Regions from separate parts of the Mus musculus genome. Here region 1 is linked to region 2. Evidence: chromatin contacts called from public HiChIP or PLAC-seq data. All regions are on one chromosome and are shown on one strand. Each heading gives the region's core, a stretch centred on a gene start, on an enhancer-like site or on the middle of the called end of the contact. The rest is flanking DNA. Distances are from core to core; before and after follow the strand shown. Region 1 overlaps Foxk1 (forkhead box K1). Region 2 overlaps Sdk1 (sidekick cell adhesion molecule 1).

What was found. HiChIP or PLAC-seq counts read pairs in DNA pulled down with a chosen protein or histone mark.
Region 1: a contact with region 2 is called in an H3K27ac HiChIP or PLAC-seq map of embryonic stem cells, with 3 times the contacts expected there. The contact joins two enhancer-like sites. A contact is called at or near these places in 6 of 484 Hi-C or Micro-C datasets (the G1E-ER4 cell line, embryonic stem cells and myocytes) and 4 of 115 datasets of contacts at active chromatin or transcription factors (all in embryonic stem cells).

Annotation. Positions count from the first base shown.
Region 1 is chr5:142,436,814-142,443,369 of GRCm38.p6, reverse strand. All of the region lies in intron 2 of Foxk1 (forkhead box K1), which reads right to left. Among named protein-coding and RNA genes, the nearest start is that of Ap5z1, 24 kb to the left of the region's middle. Within about 2 kb of position 2,724, at least 384 of the 459 cell types and tissues checked have an H3K27ac peak or open chromatin away from gene starts, as enhancers often do. A contact at or near this core is called in embryonic stem cells, where this site is marked.
Region 2 is chr5:142,128,127-142,134,512 of GRCm38.p6, reverse strand. Sdk1 (sidekick cell adhesion molecule 1) reads right to left here. Exons shown (of 45, transcript NM_177879.5): 32 at 2,419-2,489. It overlaps Gm52792 (a long non-coding RNA gene), which reads left to right. Exons shown (of 3, transcript XR_003955822.1): 2 at 3,121-3,234; 3 at 4,584-5,719. Among named protein-coding and RNA genes, the nearest start is that of Gm52792, 3.4 kb to the left of the region's middle. Within about 2 kb of position 4,357, at least 20 of the 459 cell types and tissues checked have an H3K27ac peak or open chromatin away from gene starts, as enhancers often do. A contact at or near this core is called in embryonic stem cells, where this site is marked.

The DNA of each region.
Region 1 (6,556 bases), core at 1,475-3,974, 310 kb before region 2:
TGCGCAGGTGAGGTAGGTGCCCTGCGCAGGTGAGGTGCCCTGCGCAGGTGAGGTAGGTGCCCTGTGCAGGTGAGGTGCCCTGTGCAGGTGAGGTGCCCTGCGCAGGTGAGGTGCCATGCGCAGGTGAGGTGCCCTGCGCAGGTGAGGTGCCCTGCGCAGGTGAGATAGGTGCCCTGTGCAGGTGAGGTGCCCTGTGCAGGTGAGGTACCCTGTGCAGGTGAGGTGCTTGCAGGCAAGCCTGACAGACAATGCAAGTTCAGTTCCCTGAACCTGCCTGCGTGGTAGAAGGGTGTAGCACGGTGTGTGCGCGCACATACATACTAATAAATACATGGATTTTGTTTTGTTTTGTTTTTTGTTTTTGTTTTCAAAAAGAATGTGTTCTTCTAAGGTAAGTGTCATGTTACTTAAGTCCCTGGAGCTCCTTCAAAAGATTAACTTTGCTTCTGAAACCACAAAGTACCCAAGGTGGAAAACACCCTAATATTAGGTACTCGTTTAAAAATCGTGTGCATATGATGTGTGTATATGTAATTATATATGTATGTATGCATGTATGTGTGCAGGTCAGAGGACAGCTCAGCTAGCTGGGCTATACGCTATCTTTGCATAGGTTCTGGAGATCTGAACTTGGTCTCACCACTGACCAGCCCAGCCCAATATCAGCTACCTTTAGGCAGTCTTACGGCAGGAGAGGGGAGCCATCGCCCTATATCTGGGGGTCTGATACTGGATCTGGGCTCTCAGGCCTTTGCCAGGCCAGGTCTATGTTTTTCGAAGACTTCTCACCGGTGCGACATCTGGGGAGGAAGGGCTGTCCAGTGCAGACACGGTGACCATACAAAAGTTCCCTGCAGGCTGATGAGACAGAGCCCAAGTGGTGCTACACAGGGACACACACCTCAGATGCAGCCACTGGGATCCCAGGAGAACTGGGATGGCCCCCACCAAGCTCGACTGGAAACCCAATGTTGCAGCACCCCAGACAGTGCAGGATGACACACAAACAGCAGGGACAGGCCAAAGGAACACGGAGGGCCCTAAACCCGCTGGTGGGGAGAAACCAAGTTGTCAGATGGGAAAGGAAACAAGGTAAGGCCTGTTGGTGCAGACAGGGACAGGAAACAGCAGACTCAGTGTCCGTAGATGCCTAGAACATTCGATGCCGCCTTCAAGTTCTAATGTGATCACAGGAAGGTTACACAACCTGAAGGAAGCACCAAAGTTTGCCAGGAAGACAAGCATTCAGGAGGCTCCTTTTCCAGAGGTACGCATGCAGAGACCTCCAGGTGTCCCTGAAGTCCTAGACAGCACAGAGCCTGACACACACCATCGCTTCCTACGTTCCTACGTTCCTACTCCACGATAAAGCGTGGCCTGTAACTTACCGGCAGAACTTGCTGTGCTGCTGGTCTTTGGCACGCCTGAATTTGACCCTCCCCGCCCTCTCCCAGTACTGATGCATGCCAGGTTAAGTGATCTACCATGGGGCTTCATCCCCAGCCCACAGTGCAGACTGGGTAATCCAGCCACCCACCAGATACACTGGGCAGGGAGTCACACACAGGGGAGGAGCTATGCAGCGCTGCACTTGATTGAAGACTTGTAACTTGCTCATTTTCTGCAGTTTTCCACTTGGTATTTTTGGACTGTGCATAACTGAAACCACAAGCAAGTGAAACTAAGGCTGGGAGTGGGTTGGGGTGGGGAGGGGAGGGGCGGGGCTCGGTGGGGTGCTAGACTTCTGATGCAGACTGGGGTGCTCTCCAAACGCAAATCTCCGAGAGCACAGGAGACTGAGCTAGCCCTAGCCCGCAGTAAAGTAGAACTGTACTACAGCTCCATGACTAAGGGGGCCAGTTCTCTGATGCCGACTTCCCTTCATTCACATCACCACTGCTAACCTTTGCTACACGTGTACATGCAGGGGGCGGGCACGGCACTGCACAGCCTGGGTGTGGAAGACGGCAACTTTAGGGACTCAGCTCTCCCCTCCACCATGCGGCTTCGGGACTGAGCTCAGGTCTTCAGGCTCGGGAGGGAGCACCTTCCTTTACTCACTGAGCCATCCCACCAGCCTTTCCATCTTAATTTTGGGACAGGGTCTGTAACAGAAGCGAACCCTGAGTTCCCAGTTTCAGCCAGACAGGCTGGCCTCAGATCTGCAATCTTCCTGCCTCAGCGCCCTGGGTGCAGGGATTCCTGGTAAATGCCTGGTGCTGGGACCCACAGGCTACTTTCATGGCTGCTATGGCAGTCTGCTGAAGTGTAGTCCCACGGAGCCTGCTTTAGCCTCAGTAGCCTCAGCAAATGATTAACCAGCTCCCTGTTTTCCTAAATCACTTGCTCTTCACAGAAAGAAAGGTCAAAACACTGCCGAAGCTGCAGTTTCTTTCAAAGAGCTCATTCATCTGCTGGGCGGAGCCCTGCAGGCAGGGACAGCCCCCCCAAAAAAACCCAACATACACACAACTCAAAACCACAGCGGAACAACCCGCCCTGGGAAATAAGGAGCCACCCAACAAACTGAAGCCAGCCTGGTGGGGGGGGGGTGGGGGGGGGGTGGAGTGAGGCAAAGGTACCGAACCCTGGGATCCGCTCCATGGAGGGAGGAGCCACAGCTGGGAGGTCCCCAAGCCTTCGGTGCCCAGGTCGGCCAATAGGGACCCGCTAGCAAAGCTCACCAAATTAGGCAAGCAGACTGAGCAGGGCGGGGCCCACTGCTGCGGGCTGGGAAGTCAAACCCTTTCCCCAAGCCTGCCCCACCCTGGCTCCCGCTGCCTGGGAGAGGAAGGGCAGGGCGTGTTTGTAAACACGTGGGCTCCACCCCTACACAGAAACTCAAACTGAGAAAGTCTTGGCAGGCGAACCTCCAGCGGCCGGCCGCTGAGCTTTACAAAAGCTCAATGGAATTCCTCAGTGTGGAGATAAACGGATGTCAACAGAGATCTTTTGTTGTGACACTTAAAGGCCCAGGGAGTCCAGAGCAAGTCCCAAGCCACTGTCAACAGCGACTGCGGACAGAGTGACCACGCACCCGTGGGAACTCAGGAGGAGCCAAGGGCCTGCCCCCTCCCAGCAGTACCAGGAATGTGGCAGACACAAAGTCGGGACTCCAAGGGAGCACTGGGGACACCAAAGCACCAACTGCTGGGCGGGGGTTCGGGGAGAGGGGGAGGTCTTTACAGCCACTGTGCCACCTGACCAAAAGCCACTCTACACCCGACCTATGATCACTCAGTGTCTTAGCCAGCTGGCTGCTGTTTTGTTTTTGAGACAGGGTCTCATGTAGCTGGGGTATTACACACGGCTTTTGATCCTCCAGCCTCCACCTGCCCAGAGCTGGGGCTGCCATGGGCCACTGCGTCTGCTGTTATCAGTGCTCAGGATCTTGCAGGCTTTCTTGGCAAGCAGCGCTCCACCAACCAGCCCCACTCCCAGCACGCACCACTTTTTCTTTGTATTGTCAATGAGAAACGTTGAAGCCAGGCATGCTTGTGCCTTTAGCCCCAGCTCTGGGGAGGCAGACGCACACAGGATAATTGAGGCCAGCCTATGTAGTGAATTCCAGAGTTACAAAGTGAGATCCTGTCTCAAAAACAAACAAACAACACAAAAAACTACACTATTCAATCCCACAATCACGTACCCTACCTAGTACTGGATATTGAACCAAGAGCCTTTGTTTGTTTGTTTGTTTGTTTGGAGATGAGGCCTCACTATATAGTCCTGGTGTTTCTATAACAAATAACGTAGCCGGCTGGCCTTGATGTGACCCTCTGGCCTCAGCTCCCAAGTGCTGGGATTTCAGGTGTGTGCCACCATGCCATGCCGGGCTAACCTAGGGCCCCTTTCAGGCCCCTAAAGTGTCTACCCCTGAACTCATCCAGGTCCTCTTCTTATTACAGGATGACAGGGTACCACTTGTTGCCCAGGCTCATTTTGGTCCTACTCAGTAGCCCAGGCTGGCCCTGAACATGCTTTTAGGGCTGCCCCACCTGTTTCTCATGTGAGTGTCGTGTGCTTGCTCAAAGCCACATGATTTCCCATGTAAATAACAGAAAGGCTACAACTTTCTTAACTGTTGGGAAGCCAGGAGCCCCAGCAATAGGTGACAAGAACCACTGGTGGGAGGGGCTTTGTGAGGAACCCTCAGTCTCTCAGTGACTGAATCATTCATTTTATATAAACAAACACCTGCACCTGCAATCCCAGCATCTGGGAGGCTGAGTCAGGAAGATTACTGCAAGTTTCAGGCAAGCCTGGGTAACAAACTGAGTTCTGAACCAGCCTCACTGCAGTGAGACCCCGTCTCAAAAAGCAAATCAGGGGCTCGGGCGGCCCTGAGGGTAAAGGTGCTTGCAGTCGAGCTGGTGGGAAGGAGAGCAAAGACTCCCACAGGCTGTTCTCTGACCTTCACATGCCCCTCCCAACAAATACATACATACATACATACATACATACATACATACATCAATATAGCTTACAAAAGAAACAGTATCAGAACAAGTCGCCCACACAGGGCCTCCCGACTGCTCTGACTGCCCTGACCTCTAAGGGGACCGGCCTGGGGCCCCGTCCAAGTTCAGCACCTGGAAGACATGCTCATGCGTTTGGAATGTGGGTCTTAAGAACAGGGAGGCTCCCAGACTGAAAAGAAGCTGGGAAGAAGCAGTCTCTGATGAAATCAATGGCTGAAGGACACGCGGCGGGTGCTGAGCACAGGCTGGCTGTCAACTCTCACCACCGCCTTCCTTCCGCGGCCTTTGCCATCACTGCAGGCTTCACAGCCTGGAAGATGTGGGCGGCTGCTGTGGGAAGCAGCTATGGTGTGTCCTACCCAGGAGACACAACCCACAGTCCACATGTCCAGAACAACAATGGGCTGGCTCTCCACCTCAGCTCTGGGCTTGCAGATTCCCAGGCTGTACCTGTCGCCAGCGTCAGGAAAGAGGACGGACTCCAAAGGACCCGTGTACAGACATTACATGGTAGGAAACAAAATAAGTTCACCAAGACAAACCAAGGGACCCATACACATATACACACACGTATGTGTGTTCAAGTGCAGTGTGTGCTCACACTTATCCCTGCTGATACTCTTAACCATCTTTGGTTTCCACCAGGAGGAAGGACATCTTCAGATGTCATCCCCTGACCTTGAACCTCCAGAACTGAGAATAAAAATCTCCCTTATGTATAAACTTTAAAAGGATCCAACTCCAGCCAAGTGTGGGGCTGCCCAGCTGGGATCCCAGCTGACCAAGGTAGGAGGCCCAACGGTTCCAGGCCAGCTTGAGCATCCGGAAGCTTCCATAGCAACCAGCTGGGGGCGAGGTTGTGGATATGCCTCAGTGGCAAAGTCCCTAAGCCAGTGTGCTGCTTCAAGTAAGAATGGCTCCTAGAGACAGGTCATGTATTGGAATTAGTGGTCCCCAGGTGGTGGAATGTTCAGGAAGGATTACAAAGTATGCCACTAGGGATGGGCTTCAAGGCTTCAAAGCCCGCATCAGGTCCAGCTGTCCCCCATCTGCCCCTCCTGCCTGCACATCTAGTTGCCGCCCAGTGCCATGCCTGCTTCCAGCCCCTCAACCAGGAGTCATGGACTCACCCTCTGAGACTGTAAGCAAGCCCCTAATTAAATTAAATTTTATAAGTTGCCTTGGTCATGGTGTCTCATTACAGACAGAGAAAAGAGTCTTAGCGTCTTAGTTAAGGTTATACTATTGGTACTACAAAACACCATGACCAAAAAGCAAGTTCAGGCAAAAGGGGGTGTATCTGGTGTACACTTTCATATTGCTGTTCACCACTGAACTCAACGAGGGCAGGATCCTAGAGGCGGGAGCTGATGCAGAAGCCATGGAGGGGCGCTGCTTACTACCTTGTTCCCCAGGGCTTCCTCAACCTGCTTTCCTATAGAACCCAGGACCACCAGCCCAAGGATAGCCCCACCCACAATGTACTCTATCACTAATTGAGAAAATGCCTTACAGCTGAATCTCATGGAGGCATTTCCTCAACAGAGGCTCCTTCCTCTCTGTTGGCTCTAGCGTGTGTCAAGTCGACACAAACCCAGCCAGTACAACTGATTCCTTGACTTAACACACAAACACATCACTACTAAGCCACAACCCTTCCTTTCTTATTCATCCCCAAGATATCACATTAAAAACATAATTAACTTTAAAAGCCCCACTGTCTTTACAAACTCAAAACTTTACACATTCAAATTTCAGTCTCTTTAAAATATCCAGTCTCCCTAAAAATCCAAAATATCTTTTAGAAAGTTCAAAGTCTTTCAGCTGTGGGCTCCTGTAAAAATAAAAATGAAATGAAATACCTTCTTCAAAAGGGAAGAACCAGGGCACAGCCACAACCAGAACAAAGCACAGCCCAACTCCAAGAGCGTAAACAACTGGGTGTTTGCTTTGGGGGTCCACTCACTCACTATCTTCTGGGCTCCTCTCTGACTGCCCGCTCTCTGCAGCACACAGCTTGTCTCCTAGGCTCTGGCTGGCTCCGCTGCGGCTGCCGCCGACCCCACTGCGGCTGC
Region 2 (6,386 bases), core at 3,108-5,607:
TGTGTTCCCATCCCAGCAGCAACTGAAAACAAAAACAAAACCAGTCTTTTCTCCCCTCCCTCTGGCGTGTTTACGGAAGGCGAGAGCCACAGCAGCACCCAGGACTTTGAACTTCTGCTTGGAATGTTTCTGGCTTCCCGTCACAGCCCCTGATGCCAAGTCAGGGCTGAAGCAGGGTCTGTAGGGAGTAAGGACTGGAAATGTCAGAGATGAGTATCCATGACACCTGCTGTCCAAAGAGGCCTCAGTAGGATCACAGTAGCCCCTGGCATACTGAGGTCATGGCCATTTGCTATTTGGCATAGGTGGCTCCTAGATATATTGGGGTAGATGGAAGCCCTGGCTGATTCTCTCTTCTTCTGTCCTGTCCCCCATACTCTGGTGAACCCAGAGGCTGGGGACACAGGGGTGAGCTGCCAAGTGTCACCAGGAAACATTTGGAAATATCGTTTTATTGCCTTGAAAGACACCTGTCACTGAGTAGTGACTTTGTCAATGAGGGGAGCTGTTATATTCCCAGTAGGGACCTTTGCTGCTAGAGTCCTGTTCTCTGCTCCTCCTGAAGTTGACAGCATCATATTCCATTAGGTTGACTCCACTTTCGTGCCTCAATGGCAGTGTCATAACCTCTGAGGGTTAGTACTGGCTGTCAACCTGACAGGATCTAGGATCACTTAGGAGTCAGAGCTCTGGGCATGTCAGTAAAGAAGTTTCTAGATTAGGTTATACAAAGCAGGTCTCTAATGGTAATTTATGTGCAGGGGTCCTGGATTGAACAAGGAGAAAGTAAGCTGGCCATGACATCCATCTCTCTGTTTCCTGACTAAGGATACAATGTGACCAGCTGCCTCCAGCTCTTGCTGCCGAGCAAACCTGAATACACCCTCCCCCCTTGCTTAACTTCTTTTCTTTCTTTCTTTCTTTCTTTCTTTCTTTCTTTCTTTCTTTCTTTCTTTCTTTCTTTCTTTCTTTCTTTCTTTCTTTCTTTCTTTCTTTTTGGTTTTTTGGGACAGGGTTTCTCTGTATAGCCCTGGCTGTCCTGGAACTCAAATTGTAGACCAGGCTGGCCTCCAACTCAGAAATCTGCCTGCCTCTGCCTCCCTAGTGCCGGGATTTAACTTGCTTCTTATTAGATAGTTTGTCTTTGCTAGGAGGAAAGTAGCTAATGTGAGATACAACCTAACACTTAGGTACCAAGAGACAACATGGTATACCTCATGATCTAGACCCGTAGGAGCCACTGGCCATTATACTAGCTGGTTGGTCCAGACACTTTGGGGGTAAGATGGTTCCTCCAGCTGCCTGCTCCTGTTTCTCTTTTTCTTAGTGCAAGCTCCAGGCTCTAGTATCCTAGGGCTCTGCTCTGAATTGTCTATCATGTTTGAGGTATGGCCACACAATTCTTAGGCCATCCTGCCCAGAGGGTCATTCATTTCCCAGGCCCTTACTAGTACCCTAGCCTGGGCCTTTCAGCCCTCAGAGATAAGTCTCTGCCACCTAGCAGGCTCCCTCTTCATTGGGTCATATAAATAATTCTTTTAGAATGGGTTTCTAGGATGACCTGTAATCCACTGAAATACTTCAATAAGTCTTCCCTCTTTTGTGTTGTCCCCGCCCCAGGTTATTTTGTCATAGTATTGAAAGTCTGTCCAGAACAGAGTCATTGAGGTGTCTTTGTCTCTGTATTCATGTTAGCACCTGCCATTCCCTTTGACACCACCACCAATCTTTTTGTTGTTGTTGTTTTGTTTTGTTTTATTTTGTTCGAGACAGGGTTTCTCTGTATAGCCCTGGCTGTCCTGGAACTCACTTTGTAGACCAGGCTGGCCTCGAACTCAGAAATCCGTCTGCCTCTGCCTCCCGAGTTCTGGGATTAAAGGCGTGCGCCACCACGCCCGGGTTACCACCACCAATCTTAAGGACGAGTCTCATAGCCACTTGGTCCACCCTTTTTATCCCCAGCACACAGTGGTCAAACCTGGGCTAAGCAAGCCTTCCTGTGGCTCTCTGCACACGGCCCACAGTATCAGCTCTCCCTCAGGCCCTTAGGGCCTCACACTCTTTAGCAGGACAGCCCCAGGTCTGACATCTGGAATGTCACCCCTCACTAGCCAGCATCTCTGCCTCTTCTCTCATCCCTGTGCTCTGCAAGCCCATTGGTCTGAGGGCAGGCTGCAGCCCTGGAGATCTGAACACCTATTTCTTCAGTGCTGGGCCTTGGGGAGCCCCAACCCTGGGCCAGTCCTCTCCTGTAGACTCCTGCTGTCATTCCTCCGTTGGGGGTTCTGTCTAACACAGACAGGCTGTTATATACTGGACGTGTGCGTAGCTTGTGTGTAGACTCTGCAGTTGTCATGGCTGACTGAACCAGGAAGCCAAAGCATACATCAGAAATAAATGAGTGCCCCTGGCTCTTACCTGCCACTGGATCAGAACGGAGGACGTGGTGTGCGGTGTGGCTGAGACAGACCCTGGTGGCTCTCCTGGAACTGCAGGGCAGCAGATGGAAGAAAGCAGGGTTAGAATGGCTCTGGAGGGTTTCAGATGCCCTTTGGTGTGGGGGTGGCCTTCCTCTCTTCAGGTACCTTCAACCGTCATTCATCTGCCTAATGTAACAAGGATGGCTCCTTTAACCATGCTGGGACATTCAGGTGAACTGGAATCCCCCATGGGCCCCTGCGGACACCCACAATCCTCTGGGAGCTCCTGCCCAAAAACCTTCTTTGGGTTCCATGTCTTTGGGAATGGCAGTCAGACAGCATTTTCTGAAATCATGGGTGATAGTTGTTCATTCCTTGTGAGCAAGCCAGGTGGTCACAGTGAGGTCACGTGTTCTTAGTATGAAACACAGATGTGACTGTTGGTAGAGTCGAGGCTGCTGCTGGCCAGTTAGCAAGGCAAACGGCATCTGGCTGTGAGCCAGGACGCTGTAGTGGTTTGGTCTGGTCTCAGGAAGGACAAGGTTGGGTTGGTTCCTGCCATGGCTGAGCCTGCTTTTGGACCAAAGCAGAACCCTATCATGTATCAGGTGTAGGAGGCCTCCTCCCCATGGCCCTTTTGCCCTCTCCAGATCACATAGTCCTCGCTTATCTACCAAACTGATCCTCTATATCTCCTCAGCTGTGCCCGAGTGCCAAGAAGAGCCAGTCCAACAAGTGCTTATGGAGCTAGACAGGATTGGGCATAGTCCTTGACCTCACATGTGTACCGGGCTCTGTCTACCTCACATCCCAGGTTTGTCCCAGGCTGATTCTCCTCTGAGTCCTCCAGGCCATCCACACTTGGCCATACATGTGGACCCTAGTGTCACCCTCTAGGCCGGTGGTTCTCAACCTATGGGTGGTGACCTCTTTGGGAGTTGAATGACTCTTTTCACAGGGGTTGCCTAAAATTACAGTTATGAAGTAGCAATGAAAATAATTTAATGGTTGGGGGGGGGGTTCACCACAACATAAGGAATTGTATCAAAGGGTTGTAGTATTAGGAAGGTTGAGAACCATTGCTCTAGACCTTATACTATCATCAATGTGGACCTTTATCCGTCCCAAGAATCCTGTGCAGTGGATAGATATCAGGTTAATTAGAAATGTGGACTGTGCAGTGGTGGTGCACACTTTTAATTCTAACATTCAAGAAGCAGAGACACGTGGATCGCTGTGAGTTCAAGGCCGGCCTAGTCTATAAAATGAATTCCAGGGTAGCCAAGACTGTTAAATAGTCCTTGAAAAACCTGCCTCGAAAAACAAACAAACAAACAAACAAAACGGCCAACAAAAAAATGGTGATCAGGGACCACTATGCTTGGGGTCCTGGGGACTTTGGAAGCACAAGCAGAGGGACTGCAAACTCAAGACCAGCTTGTGCCATAACTGAATCTCTGTCAAACAGCACAAAACAAAACAAAGATAAAAAACCCAAAACCAACAATGTCTAAGGGAATGGCTTAGTTACAGAGTAAGTACCCAGAATGCCCCAGTGAGGGGCTGGGGTGTGGCTCAGTGGTAGAGCCCCTGCCTAGAATCCCCCAGTGAGGGGCTGGGGTGTGGCTCAGTGGTAGACCCCTGCCTAGAATCCCCCAGTGAGGGGCTGGGGTGAACACCTGCAAGGCTTTGGATCCCATCCCTAACATAAGAAAAAGAAAATGTCACTCAGAGTCATCAGAAGCCCCTCCCTCTTCTAGCTGTGGTAGGGTTGGTCTTGCCAGTCAATCTCCACCTGACAGAGAGAGACAAAGGGCCACAAACACAATGCAAATCCACCCACAAAGGGAAATTGCAAGTCTCAGACAAGGAAGATGATGAGATAGGAGCCTCAAAAGCTCCATTTGAATATCAAAGGCTTAAGAAGGGGCCTGGGGAGTCTGGAGAGGTCCTTGAATAGCTTTTCAGAAATGGCCTATTCCTTGAGGTCGCTGGGAGCCTGTCAGGATCCCGTGCTCCCTGTTTGTCAGAGATAACCCAACAATGAAAGCAGCCTGCTAGGTGTCTGGGTTCCTTTCTTCTAAGAATTAGTGCACTGTTGCAAATATTCTCTCCATTGTGTCTGATGCAAGATAAAAATGAATGTGGTTTTTTTTTTTTCAGGTTTCCTTTGATGCCGACTTTCTACCCTTGTTCCACCCCCTCCCCTCTCTTGTGTGTAGACTCTATGCATATGTGTACATGTTTATGCCCCATGCTGGTCCTCAGGGGAGTGTGCGTAGGCTGGAAGTTAAAGCTGGATATCTCTTCGCTGCTCTCTACCTTAGTTTGAAAGTCTATTGCTGAACCCACAGTTTCTCCACTTTGGCTAAACTGGCTAGCTAAGCCCTGGCACCTCCACCCCCATTCACCTGCTGGGGTTACAAATGTTGTTGAGATTTTTTTTTTGGTAACATGGGTGCTGGAGATTTGAACCCAGGTCCTTATGCTTGAGCAACAAGTACGCTGCTCGCTGGACTTTCTCTCCAGTCAGCACACCCTCAGGTTTAAAGGAGTTCATTGATAGCCTTTCTCCCTCCACATATTCTTAGCAATGAGTGAAGGGGGTTTGTGTCTGCTGTTTCCCACCTGCCCTGCCAGGCGCCTTGGGCCACCCACCCAGCTTCCTGTACAAGGTCACCGCTTCTCTCCTGAGCTCTGCTGCTTCTTGGCCCCTACAGCTGCAAGCAGGATCTCATCAACTCTCAGGATGAGAGCACAGGATTCATTTTTCCAGGGATTCAGGGAAGCCTAGAGTCCTTTTCATCAGGACCAGACCCAGTGGACACAACAGTATGGATGCTGGGTTTGCAGCAAATTCTCTCTGTTAGCTGAAGTTCTCAGGGGAAAAAAAAGGCTATCTACATTAACCATTGCAACTTCTGTGACCCTAGAAAGTTGGAATGTTACAGGTCAGGGAGCTGAATTATCTTTGGCTATCTTAGTCCCTAAATAACCATGGATTCCCTACCACTGTGCGCAATCTAACACCATTGTGACTGTTATGTAAATCCTTTTGGAATGTATAAACAGACCCCAGCTTCCCTAACTCAAAGGCTAAAAATGTCACCAGATAAGTCTGAGATGTAGAGTCAACATTACCATATCTTACCTACCTGGTGTTCCCACCAATTTGTTCCACACATTGATGCAAAATTGTTCTTGTTTAAAATTTCCTTTGTTCAGCTACTATAAAAACTGTATGGAATTGTTATCATGTTGGAATACAGAATTTAAGGCAACCTGAATCCGTGTTTCCCTGGACCACAGTCACTCAGATTTGACTCCCACGTAAAGTATCTCCCATTCCTGTGGAGGTGAGAGCTCTCTGGTTTTTTGTTTGTTTGTTTTTATTTTGTTTTTGCATCAAACATCTTGAGTGCAGCTGGGAAGCTGCAATGGGTTATCTCCATCCTTGGGCTAGTCCCTGAGGTGGCCTGAAACTTTGTGTAGAACAAGTTAAACTTCCAGGCTCTGAAGGGTCTGGAAGTGGGGAGGAGGAGCAAGGACACATGGTGTGAGGTCACAGGACCAGGCAGCTGGGACCTGGCCCATTTGGAAACCATTGCACTGGAGCGTTAAATGGAAAAGACAGAGCTTTCTGGGAGTTACCACAAAGCCCTGGTGGCTGCACTAAGTGCCTGGGCTTTGAGGCTGATCTGGGAGTTATGCAGTATCCATCTCCCATCAGGCTTGTCAGGTTATCGCTGTGTCTGATGGAGTGCTCTCCCAGGATCACCGCACTCCTTCCCATATCCAGGAACAGGTCGCTGACAATGTGTCTTCAGGCCCAGTGCTTCTGAGGTCAGAAGGGGGTGAAAAAGCCACCTGGTGCTTTGGGGGAATCTGAAACTGCTTGGACCCAGCTACCCGCAGACATTTATTTTTAACGACCTCCATTAATTATTCAATTTCTAATGGTTTTGG